Linked DNA regions of Mus musculus: region 2 is linked to region 1. Evidence: chromatin contacts called from public Hi-C data. All regions are on one chromosome and are shown on one strand. Each heading gives the region's core, a stretch centred on a gene start, on an enhancer-like site or on the middle of the called end of the contact. The rest is flanking DNA. Distances are from core to core; before and after follow the strand shown.

Evidence for each region. A called contact is a pair of places that touch in the nucleus more often than the background predicts.
Region 2: a contact with region 1 is called in a Hi-C map of muscle stem cells, with 1.8 times the contacts expected there. The contact joins two enhancer-like sites. A contact is called at or near these places in 1 of 15 datasets of contacts at CTCF or cohesin (large pre-B cells), 8 of 484 Hi-C or Micro-C datasets (the G1E-ER4 cell line, the HPC-7 cell line, bone marrow-derived macrophages and 5 more), 2 of 115 datasets of contacts at active chromatin or transcription factors (embryonic midbrain and embryonic stem cells) and 1 of 9 other capture datasets (embryonic stem cells).

The regions. Positions count from the first base shown.
Region 1 is chr2:174,396,038-174,401,850 of GRCm38.p6, reverse strand. No RefSeq gene overlaps it. Among named protein-coding and RNA genes, the nearest start is that of Nelfcd, 17 kb to the left of the region's middle. Within about 2 kb of position 3,865, at least 4 of the 459 cell types and tissues checked have an H3K27ac peak or open chromatin away from gene starts, as enhancers often do. A contact at or near this core is called in muscle stem cells, where this site is marked.
Region 2 is chr2:174,670,180-174,676,105 of GRCm38.p6, reverse strand. The region is part of intron 3 of Zfp831 (zinc finger protein 831); the gene reads right to left. Among named protein-coding and RNA genes, the nearest start is that of Zfp831, 30 kb to the right of the region's middle. Within about 2 kb of position 3,120, at least 68 of the 459 cell types and tissues checked have an H3K27ac peak or open chromatin away from gene starts, as enhancers often do. A contact at or near this core is called in muscle stem cells, where this site is marked.

The sequences.
Region 1 (5,813 bases), core at 2,616-5,115:
TTTCTGGTTCATGCCTGATGTCTGCTGGCTAAAAGGTCTGGACTGTAGCTGCTGATCCGTGCCCGGTGACTGCCTGCCACGAGGACTGGTCTGCGGCTGCTGGGTCGTATTTGGTGTTTGCTATGGGACTGAACTGCTGCCAAAGAAGATCAAGCTTGCCTCCAAAGAACTACTACTGAACAGGTCCGCTTCCTCCCATACCCTAATAACTTTTCTCTTCCACTGCCTCTGCTGGGGGGTGGGCTACAGGAGAGACTGGCCCTTATTAAAAGTAGGTCGCAAAAAGTCTATGCCTACAGCACCCTGTAGCTACACACAACTTATACATTCATTTTAATTATTTGGAAATGTTCGTAATTCCCATGAGACTTTTCTTCAACTTGTGGGTTAGAGACAAATATGTGACTTTCCAGATAGATACTTACACTTTACAAAACCGATCATTGCAAATACTCTGACGTCTCTTTTTTAACTTCCGTCTGCTGTGTAGTATATTCAACTGTACTGCTTTCAAATGTGTTGGTGTTTGCTCCATTTCCACGAATTTGAAAAATGAGTGCAGATTTTGTTGTTTTTGCTTTGTTTGTGAGATGAGGCCTTGTAAATTCCAAGCTAATTCAATCTCACTGTTTAGCTTAGGATGACCTTGGCCTCCTGGTTACCTGATTTCCTCTTGGTGTCCTAGGATGACAGGTGTGCGACCCCCCACTCCTGACTAGTACATCCTTGTTATACAGAGTATTTGATCAAACAAACAAACAAACAAAAAAACAAACAAGCAAACAAAACCCACCTTTGCCTATGTCCTTCCATTTGAAACATTCCTGTTGATGGAACTCGCTACTCAGTCCCACCTCTGGTGAGAACAAGATGTGCTCCAGCCAAAACCACGAGATGCTCCGGGCTGGTTGGCCTGGACTTCCGGGTCTGCCCACAGATATGGCCTTATAATCCCGACATATTTGACGTTAAAAACTCCCCACAGGTAATCCCCATGCTCCGATCTCCCTTTCCCAAGTGTAAAGTTTCATCCAGCTGTAATCCCACCCCAAGCTGAGTGCAACTCCTACTACCCCGCTCATGTTAGAATTCTGTGCCTCCTGAATCTGCAGCCAAACTTGGGAACAGAACAGAAGCACATCTTTGAGCATCCTTTTTCTGTTGAGAATGTCAATCAAAGAAGCACGCCAGAGCTGTGAACAGGCCCCAGCCAGAAAACACTTGCCACTCAAGCTGGAGCACTTCCCCAGCTTATGAGAAGGCCGGCCTGATGGCACATACTTGGAATCTCAGCTCTGGGGAACAGGAGACAGGGGGGGCTCTAGGGCTCCCTGGCTAGGCAGCCCCGCCTCCTGCATGAGTTCAAGACCAGTGAGAAACCTTGAAAAGGCAAAATGGGTAGCTCCAGAGGAGTGAGACTTGAGATTGACTTCTGGTCTTCACACAAATGCACACACACACACACACACACACACACACACACACACTCAGATACACACACTTACCAGTTTCCAGGCGTGCTGCTAATTCTCTCCAGGAAGTAGAATACAGAAGTCTGGATGGAATCCATGATAGGAGAAACTTCTACACTCAGCTTATGCTGAACTCCAGTCACCCTGTGTAATGACTGAAGGGTGGGTAGAGTCGGGGATTAAGGGCTGAGCCATGAGTGTCCTGGGGTGTTGCAGGCTGAGCAGTGAGCAGTGCTGTGTTGTGGGTTGAGCAGTGAGCAGTGCTGTGTTGTGTGTAGACCTGCAGAATCAGTAGGATGTCCTGACAACCACCAAGCATAATCATTCCAACTCATTGATGTTCACAATCCATATTTTCCTCAGAGATGCCATATTTATTTTGTATGCTATTTATGAGGTGGAGGGATCAGGGGAATTCCAGGCTCTTCTTAGCAGTGACTACAGTAGGCCTACCTACTCCATACCTTAGCCGAGCAGTGAACTCTCTCAATGGCAGAATATGGTGACGCCAGGACTCCTCAGATTCTGACAGCTGTAGTAACTTGGGCCTAGGACTCAGTAGACCTAAGGCCAGAGCATGCCCATTTCCCTGAGCATGTTTCTCTTTGGAGAAATCCGAGGAAGAAGAACCAGGGCCTGGGCTGGGCAGAGGGCTCAGTGGTTAAGATGCTCAACATGCAAGCATGAGCACCTGAGCTCAGATGTTCAGAACCTGTGCAGTCTAGCAGGCCTACAGGGAGATGAGAGGCAGCTATAGGAGAATATAGGCTAACAGCAATGAGCAAGAGAAACATCGCTTCAAACAAGGTGGGAGATAAAGTCCAACATTCAAGTTTGTCCTCTGACCTACACACACACACACACACACACATATGCACACGCACACAGACAAACATGAATGCATACACACATAGATACCCATACATGCTCCTGAGCACGCAGACACACATAGAGACATGCACACACACATGCACATGCACACACACACATGCACACACATGTACACAGACAGACATGCATGCACATGCACACACACATACACACACATGCACACAGACAGACATGCATGCACGCACACACACATACACACTCCTGAGCATGCAGACACACAGATACAGACATGCACATGCACACGCACACACACAGACATGAGTGCATACACACACATAGATATACATGTTCCTGAGCACGGAGACACACATAGAGACACGCACACACACTGCTGTTTCCCTTTATCTTCACGTGGATGTCAAGACTCCCTGACACCCACTGACACTGAAGAGACACTGAAGGAACCCATCACAAGGGATTAAACAATAGGTCCTGGCTTCCTTGGGTTTTGATTTCCTCAATCCAAGCCTCATTTCCGTTGATCTGGACTTTATTTTATGGTCAGAGACTAGATGGGCCACCCATGGTTTTAATTCCTGGGAACTCTCTAATTAATTAACCATGGTGAAAGCTCTCTGGGCATTGTACCACTTTGTGAAACCAAATAAGCTTGCCTGCCTTGCTGCCAATCATGATAAGTAAGTCTACTTTGCTTCTGGCACATGATGAGGGCCTCCTTGGCCAAGTTACCCACTGTGTTCATCTCCATTGAGGTCAGGGATGTGGTCTCCGGCGTCCCTGTCAGAGCCCACTCCATAACACACCATCTTCCTGCCAACCTAGTCCTCAAGGCAAAAGGACAGACAACCCCAGGCTGTCTTGGAGACATAGCAAGGTGGGGTAGTGGAATGAGTGAGAGCCACAGGGCAGCTCCTGTTGGCTGTTCTTGTGTCCTAACATCTTTGGATTCTTTTCTTGATCTTATGCCAAAGCATGTCTCTAGCCCTCAGCTGTTCCATCTTGTCAAGGACTTTCTTCTTCAACCATGGCTCTGAAGAATGAACCGTGCTAGTGGCCGGAAAAAGTGTGGAACTCAAGGTCACCATGTGAGTGGATTAAGCTGGATTCAGAAAGACAAACGCTGTAGGCTTTCTCTTAAATGTGAAATCTAGAAGGTGGGTCCACCATAGTCCACACAGACTCACTTGGAGAGTAAGTCTGGGAGGGTTCAGTTTTCAGTTGTCTGACGTCTACTTGCCTTCCACTGGAGAGGGTTTTCTATTAAATGTTTTCTTTACTATACATACACACATATAATGTGCGTGGATCCAGTCTCCTTTCCCACTCTCACCTTCAATTCTTCCCCTGCGCCAGCTCTCGCCTCCAGGCTTCACATACCCCATACACTGAATTTCTCACTGAGTCCCTGTGGTGCTGTGTATGCATGGTATGGAGCACCTCCTGGAGCACAGGGAGCATCTCAGGCCCACATTCCTGACGAAAGCTGACTGTCCCAGCAACGATAAATTGCCAGTGGCTCATCTGATAGGGATGGGACTTTATAATGCCCCAGCCCATGCTGGTATTTTGGCTGATTTGCTTTTATACTCATAGGAATCACCACTGGGACTATTGCAGTTACCAGGAGCCAACGGCATTTAAAAAAGATGAGCAGGTATCCTTCATGCTACATCAAGAAAAGACCAAAGTAGTCTTTCTTGTGCTTGTAGAGTGTAACCAGTATGGCTTGTATTACTATGGGATTGCATGGAGATATGTGGTGCTTCTTCTGCAATGACGTCATAGCTAAACAAGTGGAGACTGGAGACATTAGCACTGCAGATCACATCGCTGTGAGATTTCATCACAAAAAAATCAAAACGAGGGCTGGGAACACAGTGCGATGAGTAAAGCGCTAATAGCTCAAGTATGTGGACTTGGGTTCAAGTCCCCAGAACTCAGTAAGACCTGGGTGTGGCAGCACATGCTTGTAACACTAGCACTGGGGTAGAGCAAAGACAGGCAGATCAGGGGCCGAGAGGTGCGGGGGGTGGGGGGGAGTCATAGGTCAGCCAGACTCAGAAACAGCAAGCACCAGATTCAGTGTGCACACACATGCACACCACACACATGCACACCACATATGCACACACACATGCACACCACACATACACACCACACATGCACACACACACACACACATGCACACACAAACATGCACACACACACATGCACACACTCACATCAGGCATACACACATGTACACCCCACACATATGCATACCATGCACAGTATATATGCCTATGCATACCACACACACAGACACACACACACGCACATCACATCACATCACATCACATCACATCACATCACATGGTAATGCACACCATAAAGAAACACACAAAAATGACAAAGCCCCCCTATGAGAATGAGTTTGCAAGCATCTATTTGCCAGCCAATTAGGAAGGCTGTTGATATATTTGAGTTCATGGAAAAATTGAAACAGCCAAATAAATGTATCCAGGGTTGGGGGGGGGGGGAGACGGACTTGTTTGAAAATATTGGCACACATGGAGAATGGTGACTCGTCCTTTAAAAACGAGGCCTACTTTGATGTTCAGCTGTTCTCTGGGAGCTCCGTGCTGACTGTGGAGTACAGGCTGAAGAATTTGCCTCCATGAATAGTTTGCATGGAACAACAACAGGTGAGGGTATTTTTAAAGAAGCTGAAGAGGGGCCGGGGTTGGGGCTCCATTGGTGAAAGACTTGCCTGACATGTGGGAGCCAGGCGCCATTTCCCGGTACTGCACATAGACGTGAAGACCTGGTCTGCTGCTGTTGGAAAAGCTAAGGGCTGAGAACTGCTCGCATCAATCGTTTCTTACAAACCTGAACAGCTCAGTAAAGACTCTGGTTCAAAATGAAGAGGAAGACAAGAGGGGGGCTGAGAGGAAGATTAATCACTTGGAAGTGGACACTCCTAGGATGAGTGACAGCTGAACAGGCTTAGCTGAGAAGCACATGCCGTCTTCAGAAATGCAAGGACCTTAAGCCTAAGGAAACTTGTATCATTTACCAGTAGTTATTTTCGGGAAAGTATCTGAACCATTCAAGTGTGTGTTGAGCCAGCACTATTAACGCTGGGTTTACGCTTGTGGACTTCAATCAGTACCATGGTGTTCTGTCCAGATCAGGTAAAACACCTCAACTTGCCATATCACACAGATATGGAGGGCTTGTTAAAGTTCGGAAGTTTTATTGAGATGTTTTGCGCTCAGAGAGAAGACTGAAGTTTCTCTAAAGCAGAAGGGCTCTCTTTCACTAGCTATTATAATAAGTGTTTGGAAATTAGATTTTACTGTATACTTAAAATGTTTCTTAATAGCCCCAGGCAAATTAGAAAGGCAGATCCCTGCTCATCAGCAGAACCTATATTGCGGCAAAGATGCCTTGGCTTCACTGATATTGTTTGAATGACAAGTCAGTTTAAGCTTTTTATACTCGTCCCAC
Region 2 (5,926 bases), core at 1,871-4,370, 280 kb before region 1:
ACGGGATTTTAGATTGCCCTTTCAGAAACAATGGGTAAAGCCTGGTGGGTGGCAACTATGATGCAGGAGGAGTTCCGTACGTTTGAGGCAGCCTGGGCTATGTAGCCAGATCTTTCGTGGAGAGAGAAAACAGGAAAGGTACGATTAGAAGCCACAACAGCTCCCCAGGAAATAGCTAGTGGACAAAGTAGGAATGCCCGTGTGTTCTGCTAAAGCAACAGGGTGCTATACTGGAGTCCACCACTAGAGGCATCAGAACACCAGGCTCTACCGTCAGAAGGGCAGGAAGAAGCCTAGGCTGGGTCAGGGCAAGGGGGTTTGGGAGATACGGGATACCCAGAAATTCCATCTTGGGAAAGATGCCCCCAAATCACAAATGTAACTTTGGATGCAAGTGACAAACTCGAAATGGACCCGGTTCAGTGAGAAGCTGGGAAGAAAGGACACATACCTATCAGGAGGGGACGGGTACAGACCTTTCTGGGATAAGAATAGAAAGCCCACCTCCCCCAAGTGCCACCACATTCCCCACGGGACTTCTAGGGAGTTGGGGGTGTGGAGAAGCAGCTGTCTTCCTATAGTCTCCAGGACCAGAAGGGAGAAAGAAAAGGAATTTTCCCCTCAAATCCAACCGGTGAGTCCCAAAAGAGGATACAGACAAACTGCGTTTGGCATTTGGCTCTCCTAAGCCAGATGCTGAATGTGTGGGTGTTAGATGACAAAGAGAAACGGCAGTGAGCCCCCCCCCCCTTAATAAAGATCTCTGACAGTAGTGTGTGTGTGTGTGTGTGTGAGAGAGAGAGAGAGACAGAGAGAGAGACAGAGAGAGAGAGAGACAGAGAGAGAGAGACAGAGACAGAGACAGAGAGAGAGAGAGAGAGAGAGAGAGAGAGAGAGAGAGTTTGAATTACCATCATGTAAACACTGGAAGATCTATTTACTGTCAAATTCTAGATTTTTCTCATAGAGACCAGAGCTGGCTTTCTCCCTGTATAGGAGCTAAGATTACCCGGATGATAGTTTGGTTTTTGCATTTGTTTTGTTTTGTTTTGTTTTGTTTTGTTTTGTTTTGTTTTGTTGGGTTTTGTCCTTCCTTCCTTCCTTCCTTCCTTCCTTCCTTCCTTCCTTCCTTCCTTCCTTCCTTCCTCCCTCCCTCCCTCCCTCCCTCCCTCTTTCTTTCTCTCTCAGTTCTGAAGCAAAGCTCAGTCCTTAGCAGCAGGACTCAGGTGTGAGGGACCAGAGAATCTGAGTGCCGCATGCTACTGCCTCTTCTGGGCAGGCTGCAGCGCCCGCTCCTCTGTCTCTGATTTACATTTGTTTTTCTGAACGGCTTTTTTTTTCTTTTTCTTTTTCTTTCTTTCTTTCCTTCCATGTGCTTCCTAAAAACACGGTTCTGAGGGAGAGCTGGGGTGTTTTGAAGTTGGGAGGGTGGTTGCTGACCATATCCACGTTCCTTCTCACAGGGACCCTCACCCCATCCCCCGGTCTTCTCTTTTCCCATCTCTCACCCTGCTCTCTGCAATGCTCAGCTTCTCTGGGTCTCAGCCTCCTACGAGGCCCCTGCCTATACTCCTGTCCTTATTCCTCTGGGGGTCATCATTCTTCCTTCAGTACATCTGGGTGGCATTTACGTGAAAGCAGCAAAAAGGAACAAACAAGCAAGGGTCGCCTGCGTGCTCAGACTGTAAGCTTCGCCTGCTCTGCAGGGGTCCAGCCGAGGCTGGCAGTACAAACCCTGCTGGCGATTAGCCTGCTCCTGGTTTAGCCATTTGAACTTCAAAAAATATAAACTAAGACCCAGCAAGGTGTCCGGGTTCGGAGCAGACCCGGGGTGCAGTGGAGGGGGTCCAATCACCCGCCGGGGATCAGGTCCTGCCAGGTCCTGGGCAGCCTGCAGCTCCTGCTGCAGTCGGCGCTGGCTATTCCTCGCAGGCAGCTGTAGGGGGCGCCGTTGAAGCTTGGTAGACGATTTTCCAGCAAATACAGAGTCATGCTTCGCTTTTTTTTTTTTCCCCCGGATAATAAATCCACAGAGCTTGTTTTTAACCCCCACCAGAGGTTAAAGTAGTTTCATAAAAAGTTTTTGGTAAATTCATGGGTAACTTTTTGAGGTTATGTGAGGTTGTTGTCAAAAAAATAAAAAGAAAGGGAAAGAGAAAAACAGCTTTTAGCTGTTGTTCCCTCTCTGCTCATGTAAGACCAGAGTCACAGGAGGGCGGATGGGAGGGGGATTGGAGCTTGGTGTTTTTCCAGAACAGTCCATGCACAGCCGCAGCTCCCTAGTCCCCCCGGAAGCCTAGCGATGGGGCTGGGGGTCGTGGGTGGCTGCGTAGGGTCTGCTCTGCACCCCAGCCTGCAGCCACCTGCCAGACAGCTGCCCCCGAGTTCCTGCCGGCGCCGGGGATGCAGTGCTGCAGTCTTCTCGATTTTTCTACAGCTCCCAGCCCGCAGACCCCTGCCCAAAGCGAGTCAGGGTGTAGAGAGAGCTGGTCGGGGGTCTTTGCATGCATTTCCCGAGTGGCAGTCAGAGTAGGGGTTAAACGGATTAAGAAGTTTATCCAATTGATAGGGAAGGAGACTGGAGGAGGCAGAGGGAAACAGCGCAGTTAAGGGAGGGGGCGTCGCACATTAACTATGATTCAGAGACTCAAATGCACCGAGTTCGTTTTTCATCTGCCTTTAGCTAGAAGAGAAAAATAAGGAAATTATAGAAAATTGAGACGCTAACATCCCTAAGAGCACTGTGCGCCCGGGGGTGCTTTAATGAACACTTAATAATTTCAAATGTTCGTGCTCAGAGGTGGCTTTGTCCGTCTCCAGCATGTCAGGTGCCTCGTAGCCATCAAAAGCTAATGCCTTTGGGCTGGGACAAAAAAAACAAAAAACAAAACAAAACTGAAAGTTAAAAACAAACAAACAAACAACATTTTAAGAGTTTTAGCAGAGAGGGGGCTATCTAGGAACCTATCTTTTCATCCACTATGAACTTGGGCACGACTCCCTGCCAGTGAGGATGGGGAGGTGGGTAACCTTGGCAGCCACCTCTGACCCCAAAGGCCATATCGAAACTCAGGTGAGGAAAAACATTTGGCGGAAACCCTCAAATGCGGAAGCAGGAAGCTGCTTGTTGTTGGAGCTGATTCTCTGAGCTCCCTGCCAGCATCCAAGGTTGAGGTGAAGGCCAACAGGAGAGGGGAACCTTGTCTGGAGGTTGGGGACCTTAAGCAGAGCACCAGTGACTTTTTGAGCTCCCTCTGGAACATCCATCAGAGATGTACATGAAGCATAAATACCCTAGCCTTCTCTGTGTCGCACTAGGGACCCAGTCCCTGGCAGCGGAATGAGACTCCACAACTTCTGGCTCACTCCTGTGGCCTAAAGACATCTTCTCTAGATGTGGGGTGAAAACGGTAGCGCCCCCTACTGTTTGCTACCCTGGTCACACGCTACAGAGTACTGTCATTTTGTAACAGCTCTCTGCCAAGACCTCGCTCCCTGTTGGACCTAGAGGATCCTGTGATGTGGGCCTCTCAGCAACGCCCCCCTCCCCTTGGAATGAGTCAGGACTTTCTAGACAGAAGCCAGATTAGACACTAGCCATACTCCATTTTACAGATGAAGGCCTGGGGCAAAAAGAGACAGATGTCCCTCGACTTAAAAACAAATGAATTCTAAGTCCACAAATGAAATTACTGGTTTCTATAACACCCCCGCTTCACAGGAAGCTGGGAGACCGAGGACAGCGGCTTCAGCGTCTCAGGTGCGCTGAGTCCAAGGCAAAGCAGAGCGTGAGAGCAGATGCTATGGCAAAAACAACTTCCATCAAAACAACCTTGCTCTCAGCTCCCAGCCAGATGTGGACACCTAACCCCTCTTGATGCAAAGGGATTAGGAAAAGGTTAGGCAGGTGGCAAAGGGCCATTAGCATCAGAATCAAACCTTTCCCATGACATCATTAGGGGGCTTAAAGGACTGAACAGCAAAGCCCCTTCTCCTTGGGATTCTGTCACCTAAGGTTGGTGGCGGATCACCTGTCTCCTCCAGAAGACTCGCTGTTTCGGACATTTTGTGTCTCAGATTTCTGCTAACACCTTAGTTAGAATTAATCCTAAAGGTTCTAACCAAAAGGGTCAATTGGGAATTGAGGGGTGTGGTGGTGGGGTGGATGAGAGGGAGGGGCCAATGGGGTGAGAGCGATGTTGAGGGCTCACAGCTCACCCTACCCTATTTTCTACTCTCATTTGGTTGCCCGGCCTAGCATTTCACAAGAGAAATTTCTAGAACAAAATTCAGGCTTCATTTGTAGTTCCCCTGGGAAGGGTGGTTTGCGGAAAGGCTTTCTTTCAGAAAGAGACGCATCCTCAAGATCTGGCCCCCTCCCGTCTCCATGAATACCTGCTTGTTCTTTTCAAGTAGCCCCATCTCCACTGACCTGGTCATTAGCACCGGTGGCACTTTTGCCTTTTCGATTTCTGGGGGTCGGGGTGGGGGAGTTCAAACTTCTGAACTGGTTATGGTATGGGACTCGGTAGGTAGAGCACCTGCCTGGCACGCACAAAGCCCTGGGTTCAATCCCAAGCACAGCACAAACACAGCATGATGGTTCATTCTGCATGTGGAAACAGGAAGATCAGAGGTTCAAAGTCGTCCTGGCATATGTAGGAAGTTCAAGGCCTGTCTGGGTTACATGAGACCCTTACTTGGAGACAAACGGGAGGAGACACAGAGACAGAGAAGAGAGCCAGCATGCAAGTTACTCCAGTAAACAAGACTCTTTTAGTGGTTGCTAAGGAAACACTTAGGATTTAGATAAACAAGTAAATAGTTAAGTGCTATGCATCTTCACTGACTGTTGTAGCATGTATAGTTTTTTTTTTTTTTTTAATCTTTTATGATTCAAGGAGGGAAGCAAGGCGGCTGGAGATACCCAGCAGCTATCCCCCACCGCCCTCCCTCCCACCCTCCCTCTGCAGTGGGGGGCTGAATGGAGAGGCCATGGGGACAGGTGCGGGTGTGCTGCAGACCTCCTGTTCCTGTTTGTGTGCCTCAGCTCTCCTTGTCCCCCCCCCCCAGCCGGTCTTGTCAGGACCCCTCATTCAGAAACTGAGTCATATCAGAGAGCTCATCGTTCTGCATGCGTAATGACCTGTTTACCCGTCTCTGTGGGCTCCCCTTGCCAGACCCAACTCTCCCAAAGGACAGGGCCATAGCGTCTTCTCATTTGCCTGTCCTCTGCTCCCACACACTGCCTGGCACACAGCAGGGCCCGGTAATTGCACGAAAACCTCAGGACTCATCTCCTTTGCAAAAGTGTCATGGTCCTCTAGTCCCCGAGCACCTTGAGGAGAGCCCACGACGTCTTCTGCCTCCCCATTCCCTGCTCCCGTTCCTTCTCCCTTCTCATGGGGCATCAAGACACGCACCTGCTCATAAGATCATGATTTATTGCTTTAACCTAGGGGTGAGACACCATCTCCGAGTTTGTACGGACAGGTAGAAGCATCCTTTGTCACTTGCCTGACCCCCTCCTGTTTAGGCAGCCATCTCCCCTTTACTCTCAAGAGCTCCACGAGGCCTGGCCAGCCATACAATATCTCTGTAGCTGGATTAAAGACAGGCAGTGATCTAGACTAGGCCTGAGAGATTTAGTTTAGGGAATTGGGCTGGGGCAACTATTGGGTCACAGAAGCATGGAAGGATGGAGAGGTTCCTTGTTGCCTAGAGACAATGTAACTGAGTCCAGTAGCCATCAGTAGAAGCCATTTTTTTTCCTATATGAGATGATACCTCTTTCCCTCCTTCCTTTTCTTGCCACCCCTTCTTATTTTTTCTCAAGCAAGTATGCATGGGTGTATGTATGTGCATGTGGAAGCATGTGTGCATGCACACGTCTGGGTGCACGTGTGTGTGTGCGTGCGCGTGCACA